4 separate regions of the Mus musculus genome follow, and all the other regions are linked to region 3. A link is a contact called in public Hi-C, HiChIP or PLAC-seq and promoter capture Hi-C data. All regions are on one chromosome and are shown on one strand. The core of a region is the stretch at or near the end of the contact, and the rest is flanking DNA. Distances in the headings are between cores, read along the strand shown. Region 1 holds the start of Ptpn13 (protein tyrosine phosphatase, non-receptor type 13). Region 2 overlaps Ptpn13 (protein tyrosine phosphatase, non-receptor type 13). Region 3 holds the start of 1700016H13Rik (RIKEN cDNA 1700016H13 gene). Region 4 overlaps Ptpn13 (protein tyrosine phosphatase, non-receptor type 13).

Evidence for each region. Promoter capture Hi-C pulls out the DNA fragments that hold promoters and counts their contacts. A called contact is a pair of places that touch in the nucleus more often than the background predicts. HiChIP or PLAC-seq counts read pairs in DNA pulled down with a chosen protein or histone mark.
Region 1: a contact with region 3 is called in a promoter capture Hi-C map of hematopoietic stem and progenitor cells. The contact joins the promoter of Ptpn13 here to the promoter of 1700016H13Rik in region 3. A contact is called at or near these places in 16 of 39 promoter capture datasets (the 3T3-L1 cell line, 3T3-L1-derived adipocytes, the C10 cell line and 10 more), 2 of 15 datasets of contacts at CTCF or cohesin (the NIH/3T3 cell line and embryonic stem cells), 17 of 484 Hi-C or Micro-C datasets (the AtT-20 cell line, B cells, the C2C12 cell line and 8 more), 17 of 115 datasets of contacts at active chromatin or transcription factors (craniofacial prominence, effector CD8 T cells, embryonic basal ganglia and 8 more) and 5 of 9 other capture datasets (adipose tissue, embryonic stem cells, liver and 2 more).
Region 2: a contact with region 3 is called in an H3K4me3 HiChIP or PLAC-seq map of bone marrow-derived macrophages, with 4 times the contacts expected there. The contact joins the enhancer-like site here to the promoter of 1700016H13Rik in region 3. A contact is called at or near these places in 2 of 39 promoter capture datasets (liver and stem cell-derived epiblast-like cells), 2 of 15 datasets of contacts at CTCF or cohesin (both in the NIH/3T3 cell line), 4 of 484 Hi-C or Micro-C datasets (MC3T3-E1-derived osteoblasts, group 2 innate lymphoid cells, neural progenitor cells and 1 more), 1 of 115 datasets of contacts at active chromatin or transcription factors (bone marrow-derived macrophages) and 3 of 9 other capture datasets (adipose tissue, liver and macrophages).
Region 4: a contact with region 3 is called in a Hi-C map of Th1 cells, with 2.4 times the contacts expected there. The contact joins the enhancer-like site here to the promoter of 1700016H13Rik in region 3. A contact is called at or near these places in 10 of 39 promoter capture datasets (the 3T3-L1 cell line, 3T3-L1-derived adipocytes, the C10 cell line and 6 more), 3 of 15 datasets of contacts at CTCF or cohesin (CD8 T cells and embryonic stem cells), 23 of 484 Hi-C or Micro-C datasets (the C2C12 cell line, CD8 T cells, the G1E-ER4 cell line and 12 more), 10 of 115 datasets of contacts at active chromatin or transcription factors (bone marrow-derived macrophages, craniofacial prominence, embryonic basal ganglia and 5 more) and 5 of 9 other capture datasets (adipose tissue, embryonic stem cells, liver and 2 more).

Annotation. Positions count from the first base shown.
Region 1 is chr5:103,423,862-103,426,561 of GRCm38.p6, forward strand. Ptpn13 (protein tyrosine phosphatase, non-receptor type 13) reads left to right here and starts at 1,331. Exons shown (of 48, transcript NM_011204.2): 1 at 1,331-1,675.
Region 2 is chr5:103,471,509-103,474,208 of GRCm38.p6, forward strand. All of the region lies in intron 2 of Ptpn13 (protein tyrosine phosphatase, non-receptor type 13), which reads left to right. Among named protein-coding and RNA genes, the nearest start is that of Ptpn13, 48 kb to the left of the region's middle. Within about 2 kb of position 1,388, at least 13 of the 459 cell types and tissues checked have an H3K27ac peak or open chromatin away from gene starts, as enhancers often do. A contact at or near this core is called in bone marrow-derived macrophages and group 2 innate lymphoid cells, where this site is marked.
Region 3 is chr5:103,654,324-103,657,023 of GRCm38.p6, forward strand. 1700016H13Rik (RIKEN cDNA 1700016H13 gene) reads right to left here and starts at 1,401. Exons shown (of 4, transcript NM_028824.1): 1 at 1,122-1,401; 2 at 599-733. The coding sequence starts at 663. Gm42138 (a long non-coding RNA gene) reads left to right here and starts at 1,374. Exons shown (of 3, transcript XR_880498.2): 1 at 1,374-1,799.
Region 4 is chr5:103,440,990-103,443,689 of GRCm38.p6, forward strand. The region is part of intron 1 of Ptpn13 (protein tyrosine phosphatase, non-receptor type 13); the gene reads left to right. Among named protein-coding and RNA genes, the nearest start is that of Ptpn13, 17 kb to the left of the region's middle. Within about 2 kb of position 1,397, at least 22 of the 459 cell types and tissues checked have an H3K27ac peak or open chromatin away from gene starts, as enhancers often do. A contact at or near this core is called in CD8 T cells, Th1 cells, Th2 cells and 1 more, where this site is marked.

The sequences.
Region 1 (2,700 bases), core at 81-2,580, 230 kb before region 3:
CCTTTGCTGCTGTACTGGCTAAACCTTTTGGTCCCAGGTTTCAGATTGTTCCTGGAGGGCTAGCTTTCTCCCTCAGGCTCCATGTTTGACTCCTTGAGGACAGGGATTTGGGTTTCTGCTCTCGTTTTCCATGGAGTTAGAGAGATGCCATTCAGTGCGTACGTGCAAGGCATATTTGAAGACATCCATCACAGCTATTCATTTAGTAAATGAGATAATGAAAACTCAAATAGTAGCCAAAGGTAAATCATTAATTAATTCCCTCATTCATCACACCTGTACCAAAGCCTCAGGGGCTGGGGAACCTGGGATTGCAGCTTGCCCGGAGAAGCCAGACGAGCCTCTTCTCTCCATTTTGAGGAGATCCTTAAAGTAAATAAAGGTCCATATAGGATCTCAGACAAAATTAACCCTGTATGTGTTACTGAATGTATTAGTAACCTTATATAGCACCAAAGAGAACGATAGCAAAAAACCCTTTAAAACCCACATTACAAGATGCTATTCTGCTCGTGAATTCTGCAAGGTTTCCTTGCAAATAATTGAACTTAGAATGTTTTAGTTTGCAGGAAAGAAATCGCTACGAGGATACACCTTCGCCAAGCTGTTGTGTGTTTAAAGAAATGGTTTATCAATTAGGTGGTTTTACCGTAAAACTTTTAACGCTGGGGTTGCCAAGTTCACAAAATATCAGGGCAAAAATCTTGTTTCTCACGAAAACGCGAGTATTTGAGTTTTCCGGGGGGATCTTTGAGGCTGTGCTGTCGCAGCACACCTTTGAAAGTCTCTTCACAGCTGTGGGAACCCGGCGGAGCCGATTCACTGCCCACACCATTTCTCGGTTGCTGTGTAGCTGGGGGAGCTGGCAGGGCGACGTTCCCTCTCTCTCCACCTTCTTTCATTGCCTGGGTCGCCCGGAGAGAATCTGGGAGCAAGGCTGCGAGGAGGGGGAGGGGCCGGCAGCTTCGCGTCTGTCACTCTTCCTCGCGCGTTTCGGAAAGTTCTGGGTCTGAAGTTGGGGGAGCCCAAGAGGCTTCATCCCCAAGTCTGCACAGTGGAGAGTGCACACAGCAGAACCCTGCCCTGGCGCCCTCGACCCCAGCGCGGGGCCAAAAGAAGAGTGAGGAGCCCGACCCAAGGCACCGGTTGTCATGGCAACCGGGGCGCAGGTCTCCCCAGAGACTCGGTCCCAAGGGAGGAGGCGGGGTGGGGCTCCTGGCGGACCAATGGGGAGAAGCGGAGTGCAGGGTCCCGGACCTGCGGTCCTGTCCGCGCGCGGGCGGGGTTGACTGACAGGGCAAGGGGCGGGGCCGATGCGTCGGGCCGAGGAGGAGCTGCGCGCCGTGAGGAGCTGGGCCGGGCGCGCCGCGGCGAGGGTGACACACCATGGTCACAGTTCTCCGAGGTCTCCGCGCCGCTGCCGAGCAGCGCTCCCCGGCTCTCCCGTCCGCCTCAGCCTCCTGGACAGCGCCGCGCGCGGGCGGCCGTCGTTGAGGCGCTGCGAAGTCGCGGCGGGCGGGCGGGAGCTCGGCGGGGGTCGCCGCCCGGCGATGCTGCTTCTGTCGCCGCCGACCCTCTCTGCGCACGCCCGAAGCAGCTCGGGGAAGAAGAGGCGGCGGCTCTCGGTGCCCGCGCGCTGCGCTCCGGTCGCCGCACCGGGGCTCCCCACGCGCCGGTAAGAAGCACGCGTGGCCGGACCCGGGGGGTGGGATGTGCGGGCCTCTGGGACGTCTCTTCGGCTCCCCTCGGTTCGGATGGTGGCATCCCTGGTGCGCCGAGGGCGGGGAGCGCGAGCTGCTTGCAGTTTAATCCTGGCTGAGACCCCCGAGTGGGAGGGAGCGACGGGCTGTGGGCCACAGCGAGTGACGCTGCCCCGTGGAGCTGGTGCGGACAGCCTTGCGCCGAGCGCGCGGTGGGAAGGGCTCCCGGAGTCTGTTTCTAATTTCTGTAAATGATTGTGGACATGGTGTGGTTAGAAGCCGCCCAGAAGAATGTGTCTGTGTAAGGGCTCCGAGAAGGGGGTAGGGACGGGGACAGGCTCTAGTAAAGTTTGCTTCTCTCTGCTGCAGGCCAGCCTTTCTTTTCTCCACTTTGCTCGATAACGTGAGCGCCGAGAGCTGCAAAGTTAAAAGTTAAGCCAAAGTCAAGGAACTTTGGAAATTTAATTTCCTTCTGTTGTGTATTGGAGAAGCGAGGATGGGGAGACATGGGAGCGAGTCACAGAGTGCAGGTTTCTTTCCCTGTGTAAGATCGACACCTCCCCGTATTTGCGACTAATCTTTTAGACAACCTTCTGTCATTTTCGCTTAATTGCATCTTTGAAATAACAAACGCGGTGACTTCATAGGTAGCTGCCTGGAGCTGAGTTTACCTTTCCGAAAATGGGGCAATCGGGTTTGTTTTCTAGGCGGGACATACAGAAAATGTGGGACACCTGATATGTGGGTTGAAGGACGCTGCTAACTAATTAGGAAGATTTAAAAAGGTCTGTCTAGAGAGCTTATTAAAGGACGGGAAGAAAAAAAGTACCTGTATTATGAAACAGGCGTTGGTATTTTCCCAAGTTCTTGAACCGGGTTGGCAGGGTCGGGGTCAAAACCTGCTTCATTTTCATTGGCTGCCAGTAGTGGTGATGAGGTACAAGTTATTTTTCACTTGCATTTTTTTTTTTTACTAAGTTCATAAAGATAGTGGCTCAGT
Region 2 (2,700 bases), core at 138-2,637, 180 kb before region 3:
AGGTCATCATAATGAGTTTGCCTTGTCACAGGTACACTGAGAGCATTTGTGAAGCATTTGTGTTATTGTAGGTACACTGAGAGCATGAGTGTCACAGGTACACTGAAAGCATGAGTGTCACAGGTATGCTGAGAGCATGAGTGTCACAGGTACACTGAGAGCATGAGTGTCACAGGTACGCTGAGAGCATGAGTGTCACAGGTACACTGAGAGCATGAGTGTCACAGGTACGCTGAGAGCATGAGTGTCACAGGTATGCTGAGAGCATGAGTGTCACAGGTACACTGAGAGTATGAGTGTCACAGGTACACTGAGAGCATGAGTGTCACAGGTATGCTGAGAGCATGAGTGTCACAGGTACACTGAGAGCATGAGTGTCACAGGTACACTGAAAGCATGAGTGTCACAGGTATGCTGAGAGCATGAGTGTCACAGGTACACTGAGAGCATGAGTGTCACAGGTATGCTGAGAGCATGAGTGTCACAGGTACACTGAGAGCATGAGTGTCACAGGTACACTGAGAGCATGAGTGTCACAGGTATGCTGAGAGCATGAGTGTCACAGGTATGCTGAGAGCATGAGTGTCACAGGTACACTGAGAGCATGAGTGTCACAGGTATGCTGAGAGCATGAGTGTCACAGGTACACTGAGAGCATGAGTGTCACAGGTACACTGAGAGCATGAGTGTCACAGGTATGCTGAGAGCATGAGTGTCACAGGTATGCTGAGAGCATGAGTTTCACAGGTACACTGAGAGCATGAGTGTCACAGGTATGCTGAGAGCATGAGTGTCACAGGTACACTGAGAGCATGAGTGTCACAGGTACTCTGATAGTGTTAGTGTCACAGGTACACTGAGAGCATGAGTGTCACAGGTATGCTGAGAGCATGAGTGTCACAGGTATGCTGAGAGCATGAGTGTCACAGGTACACTGAGAGCATGAGTGTCACAGGTATGCTGAGAGCATGAGTGTCACAGGTATGCTGAGAGCATGAGTGTCACAGGTACACTGAGAGCATGAGTGTCACAGGTATGCTGAGAGCATGAGTGTCACAGGTACACTGAGAGCATGAGTGTCACAGGTACTCTGATAGTGTTAGTGTCACAGGTACACTGAGAGCATTTGTCCAGTTTCATTTTCAGAATGGGAATGTTTATTCCATCCTGTTTCACGTTAGAGAAAGTGACATTTAGAAAGTAGGAACAAAATTTAGGAACAAATAAGTTCTAGATTTATAATTAATCACCCTGTAGTATATACTATAATTTCAGAAGATCATAATTTATCACAAAATGCTACTATGAGGAAAGAGGAAGGGAGATAAGGCGACGGAGGGAGAAAGGAAGAGGCCTAGATGGTGGCGGAGGATGACAGGAAATGGAGAATAGCTGTCCCAAGCAGTTTTTGTTTCAGTATGAAGCTGAATCAGGAGATTGATTTATACGTATATGGGTTCTAATGCACATATGAAAAGGACTGAGTATTTAGAGAATTCTGTATTATAAGTAGCTTTATCAAATTCTTCAGTTTTGGACAGTAAGTTCTACATAGATTTTTGTCAGCTACCCTAATAGAACATAGAACCAAGAGGTCTGTAAATTCTCTCCATGAACTGCTTGAACTAGAGCAGGAATGTGCACATGAGATGATTTTATTCTGAATTTCTTAATTAGTCCCTGTTGCCTTTGCTGACTGTTCCCTTATACCATGTTTTTAGCCCGATTACAATCATTTACCTTTTTATTTTATTTATTTTTGGAGACAAGAGTCTTGCTATGTAACCCAAGATGTCCTTAAACTACTAAATAGCCCAGGTTGTCCTCAGGCTCATAACGTGCCTGCCCTCCAGCCTCAGCATCCTGAGTGCGGGATTACAGTCGCACAGTCCAAGGTGGAATTCTAAAGGAAATGGCAGGGCCCAGGAAGAAAGAAGGGCTGTTAAATTGTGATAGGTTTTTAGTTTGAGAGAACACTGAAATGTGCTTGAAGTTGTTTCTTTCCATACCAAGTTTCTAACTGCACCCCTGGCTGGTTGAGCTTGAACAGCAACTCCTCCCGCGGAATGTTAGTAGTCTCCAGAAAGAACCACGTTGACTGCTGGAGTTGGTTCATATCAGGTTTACTTTTTCATAATAATAGTGTTCTTGGAGTGTGGTCAGCGCACAGCCGAGGCACAGGCCTTAGCGCTCACTCTAAGCTTCTGGAACCTACTTTTTGAATATTCTTTGGCCAACATTCTTTGAAGGATTTTGAAAACATTTGCTTTGAGTTCCTTCCGTTTGGTTGTCAGGAAGTGGGAATTAAAGACTGATTCCAGCCGCAACTCTAAAATCCCCTCACTTGTAGGTTTGCATAAGCCTTTATAATTATTTAAAAATATATTCTGTGGTTTGACTACATTACCTCAAGAATCCAGTACTTAAATGTCATGTATATGTTTTGGAAATTGAAAGCAATGCGTTTTGTGGTCAAAATTGCTCCAGATTTATTACATGGCACTTTAAAACCACTTCGAAAACATTTGTGGCATTTCTGTGTATTTTTAAAAGAGAAAAGTCATGCTGCGCCCCCTGCCCCCCACACTTTATAATTCGATTTTTCCGTATTCGGTACCATTTCTCTGCCAAAATTCTTGCTATTCCCTCTCCAGACTTAATTTCCTGATTGCCTTTGAGTTGGCTCTTTCTCTCTGGAAG
Region 3 (2,700 bases), core at 151-2,650:
TAACTTTTCAGATTATTTTATGTAGGTGTTTTGCTTGCATATATGTCTATTTCACGCATGCTTTGTGCCCATTTGGTCCAGAAGGGGGCGACAGATCTAATAAAACCGGAGTTAGGGACGGTTGTGAGCCACCTTGTGGGAGGTTGCAGGAAACCAATCTCAGGTCCTTTGCAAGAGCTCTTAATCCATGAGCTTCGTCTCTAACCCCTGTTCATATATTCTTACAAAAGTACCATTCAGGAAGCTGGAAAGATGGATCACCCATTAAGAGCACAAACAGCTTTTGCAAATAGGACCTAGGTTTGGTTGCCAGCATCTACAGAGAGACGCTGTAACACCTGTAACTTCAATACCAGCGGATCCGACACAGTCTTTTGGTCTTCATGGGCACCTGCTCAAATGCAGTGTGAATACAGAGGCAGGTACAAACAAAATAAAAATAATTTTCAACTAGTCTTTTTAAGACAAAATCTAGATCCATTCAAGTGCTTCCATATACTCCAGTAACAATGCGAACAGAAGTGCCCAGCCCCTGTTGCAAGCTCCAGCCATGGTAATGTGTGTGTGTGTGTGTATGTGTGTGTATGTGTGTACTTACACTTTATAACAGCTGCCCTTCAAAATGGTTTGTACTGTGTTCCTTCTTGGCAAGCCATACGCCATGACAAATGATCACAGTGGTTTCCTTACATAGGAGCCTGATGTAACATCTGCACCGCTGTTTGCACTTTGCCTGAAAGAACAGCGACAGGCCTAATTAACAGCTCTCATTTGAATAGTTTTATGGCCAAATAATCAAAGGCTAGGAGAAAGCATTTAGGGCTGTCAAGAATCATAAACATTCACTGGACCTGAACCATGAACATACGAGCTAGTTCTGTTCATTTCCAGGAAGTCGCTCAATCAGTTCAGTAAGAGTCTAAGGTGAGGGAAAGCCAGGCGAGGGTCATCCGGAGCAAGACTGCAGTTGGTAACCCCCACCCCACCCCCCCCCACCCCCCACCCCCCCCACCCCCGCACCCAGGCACGGTAGGCGGTCATTGAGTACTCCTGAGTCCCGTCGCCTGGTCTCGTAGCTGCGCGCCCTAGTGGTTGTGGTGGGGACAACGACCCAGCCTCACCGGCATGGAACCCCAGGGGTGCGCTGGCTACCTAAGGGCACGGCCCTTTCCTGCTCTCAGTTCCAGACAGAACCGGCTAGGGCGCGGTAGCGAGTGCCGGCCTCGCCCTTCCAGCCCGTGCTGCTCCCGGAACCCCTGTACCCCACAGGTCAGCCGCACCCTGGCCGCGCCCCCGACCCAGGGCAGCTCGCGCTAGGTGCACATGGCCGCGCACTCGCAGCGGCCCAGCCGCCGACTTGCGCCGGCTTGCTTGCTCGTGCTCCTGCTTGCTGGTGCGCCTGATTGCTCAGGTGCGGGGCTCATCAGGCGCTCACCCGGCGCCTACCCTGCGTCACCCGGTGCCTCAATAAAGGGCTTTGTGTGCGCGCGGGGCGCAGATCCAGCCTGCCTAATGGGAGTCACTTCGCCCCAGTGGGTGACAGTCATTGTCCCACGCCCACTCTCGAGGATCCAGCGACAGCTCCGTGTTCCTGTTCATGTAGGCACCTCTTAGGGTCCCAAGCAAACCGTGGCACTATGCGGGAGGGTTTTGCTAGAGTTGTCCCTTGCTAACACCAGGACATTCCCTGTGTCCCTCCGTCGAGCCTAAATGACGTCATAAAGCAAAGAGGCTATCATATGTGTATGTTTCACGGGTTATGAGAACTAAAGACTAGGCCTGAGAGCTTCTAGCCCGAGGTAAGGGTTATATCATTGTGAGTTTAGTATCAACGCTATGAAACAGAGGGTTCTGTTGAGAGGGAAGGAATGAAACTCCTCCATTTATAGTGAATTCAGGGCGAGCTTTTAAGGTTAAATACTCTGATCCCTCTACCTGTCGCTGTTCTTTTCTGTTTTTGTTGAAACAGTCCAGACTGGCCTAGAACCACTATGTAGCCCAGGCTTGCTTCAGACTTGCAGCAAATCTATTTCAGCTTCCCAAGTGCTAGGCTGGAGCTACAGGAAAGTACCATCCGCCCTGCCTAGCAAATTCTCCTAGCGCAAAGAATGAACACACACACGCACACACACACACACACACACACACACACACACACACACACACACACACACACACACGCAGAGCAGGATAGTGATCTATCACTGAGCCTAGAATGTCCCGGAAAACATGTCCGGGCTTCCTCCATTTTCCAAAAGAAAAAGAAAAAATAAAAGTTGTGGGAAGTTACGGGACGAGCTGCATGATGGGATGTCCGCCAGCAACTGCGGAGCTGGCTTATCTGTAGAAGGTACTTCTGTGCCTACAAGAAACTAGAATGTATAGAAGCCCGATTCATTGTGTCTGTAGTCCAAATGGGGAATGTCTGTGCCACAGGGGTGAAGCCCCCCACCATGGATTATGTGACCAGTGTAGGAGAGTTCAGCCCGATTTGATTTCAGTTAGCATAGATGGAGACTGCAATGTGCCCACCAGCCTTAGTTTGGTTCCAAGCACCCGTGTGGTGGCTCACAGCCATCAACAACTCAGACTCCTGGGTGTGCAGCACCCTCTTCTGAACTCCGAAGGCACCAGGCATGCATGGAGTGCACATACATACACAGTCTTGACTGAAACTCCATAGAGACCCAAAGCTAGAAC
Region 4 (2,700 bases), core at 147-2,646, 210 kb before region 3:
TAGCAACATATACTTTAATGTGTTGGGACATTACCATTCAGTTTTTTTTTTTCTCATAAATATCCAGAGGAGAGGAAAAAAAAAAAAAAAAAAAAAAAGGCCTGGCACCTGAGCAGTATGATGGTAACAAGAGATTTGACAGTGAACGTGGGCGCCCTGGCCTATTGCTGCTTATCTTGAGGTCTACCATAACTCTTAACTCTTCTCCAGGATTTTTTGAATGAAATCTCTTTTAACTTGTGGAATCTTCTAACTATTGGCTTTAAAAAAAAAAATATATATATATATATATATATATATATATATATATACATATATATATATGTATGTATGTATGTATCTGTTAACGATTCTGTGGCCATTCGCCCTGCATGCCTACCAAGGCAAGCCTGTAGGCCAAACCAAGGCCCTGGCTTGGCAGCGTGTGTTCTAGCCCGAGTCCTGGCTTCTCTCATGTGAATTCACTATGTATATATACTTGACATTTATTGGAGGATAATAGTGATAGGAATGATTCAAGATGGCTGGTCACTATCCCTCCCTTCTATATCACTGAAGTAAACACTGGGTTTTGTATAAAGATCAGGATAGTCCTCACACACAAGATCTCTCAAGTGTCCATGTATCAGGGACTTGGATTCTAGGATTTCTCTATTGTCGGTCTTCCTCAAGGCCAGCCATTCTTCTCATGCCTGTGCATTCAGTGTCTCTGTGCTGTCTCTGTGAATGTTCTTTTCATTGGCAAGAATTGTAAAAAAAAAAAAAAAGAAAAAGAAAAAAGAAAAAATCCTTCTTAGAGAAACTGTGAGGAAGGAAAATCACGTTGTAATTGACTTTGGCGGCACAAACTTCCAGACATTCTTCTTCATAGCATTAACATTCCTTAGCCTTAATACTATTCCTTTCAAATGTGCCTTTTAAACAGAAGAATGGCCGGCTTTAAGACCGTTAATGAAAAGACTCACAGAAATAATCTAAAGGGCCAACCTCTTAACTGTGTAAGATCTGACCCCAATCCATCAGGGGAAATTGGGCTGAGATGCCATTTACTGTGACTTAGTTTAGAGAAATAAATACAATAATCTTGTGAGAGTTCTGCTTCCAGCAAAGATGGAATAACAGGAATGAATTTTACCCGACTTCCTGCAAAAGCTGGAATACAGATAAACTCTCCCAAAGAATTTTTCGTACAGTGAACATCAGGTAATACAAGGCAGCAATCCCCAAGGCGAGGGCACAGCTTGCGCTGTGTGATTTTGCTGCTTACTACATTGAGAGAGTTTCCAGGATGTGGCAGCAGAGAGGAGAAACCTGGTAGAGAAATGACTGTCTGGGTTCAGAAAGCTGGTGTCAAGGCGCTGAGTAGTGGGGGTGAGGAGGATGCTGGAGCCCCACAGAAGAAGGAGTCTTTGAGTTTCTAGATGAGTAACCAGATTCTCATGTGTGCAGGGAACCTACCCAAGCTTGAAAAAGGAACCAAACAAAAGAACGAGAAGAAAAGCATTTGCCTCATGTTAGGCCAGTGATAACGTGCCCCCCAAAAGCAGCCTGGAGGACCTCAAGACACCCAGGTATTGGGGTGTGCAGGGGGCAAGTTCCCTGGTAGGAAACAGTTGTTTGCCCCCACTGCGCATTGACCTGGATAAGCTTAACTTATCTTTAATACCTAAAAAATATCAAACTTCTAGTTCCTCAGATAATTTCACAGTCAACTGAACATTTTACCGACATAAAATTCATTAAAAAATGCCCTGGGAGTCAAATAAGCAGAAAAAAAAAATGAGAAGATAACTCAGTAATCAAGACTGACTTATAAATAACAAAAATGTTAAAATTGTTGGATAAATTAAAATAAATTTTATGCTGTATACCAACTGTGTTTCTGTATAAACAAACGTTCAGAGATGCAACGGTTAGGGAAATTTGGGGTTTGGTATAAAATGTCCCCAACCAACTGATTTTTACTATTGAGATGACTTACATTTGACCATGTTCAGTGGTGGGCTAATCCACGGAAAAATTCTTAGCAGAGTTATCTATTAGAGGGCGTGGCCTAGTTGGGGCTTCGGCTTCTGGGAGCATAGGTCCCTAAGTTCTCCCTCTCCGCGCTCTCTCCTCTTCCCTCGCCTTTTCCTTCTCCTTCCTGCCCATTGTGAGGTGAGTCCCTTTGCTCCAGCGTGGGCTCCTTATCTGTGCTGTGCCTCACCACAGCTCTCACTCAGTGGAACCAGATGAACATGGGCTGAAACCATGAGCCAAAGTTAACCATTTCCTCCTTTATATTGTTAAGTTGTTTGTTGTTGGTGGTGGTTGTTGTGTTTGTATTTTTGCCATAGCAACAAAAAATTAACAGAACAATAAATTTACTAAGATTGAAAATGAACAGGATATCAATGAATATGAAAGCTGCAAGTGACCTAATAATTCATGTGAAATTTGAATCCTTGAGGAAGAGGGCAAAGAGGCATGAAATAAAAACTTGAGAAAATATGGGCTAAAATTTTCTAAATATTGTTAAAAATTAGGAATCGTCATGTATTAGTCAGAATTCTCTAGAGGAACACAATTTATAGAATGAATGCCTATATATATACATACATGTGTGTATGCATGCACATGGGGCATTTATTAGAATGGCTTACAGGCTGGGGTCCAGCTAGTTCAGCAATGGCTGTATACCATCAAAAAGTCCAAATGTCT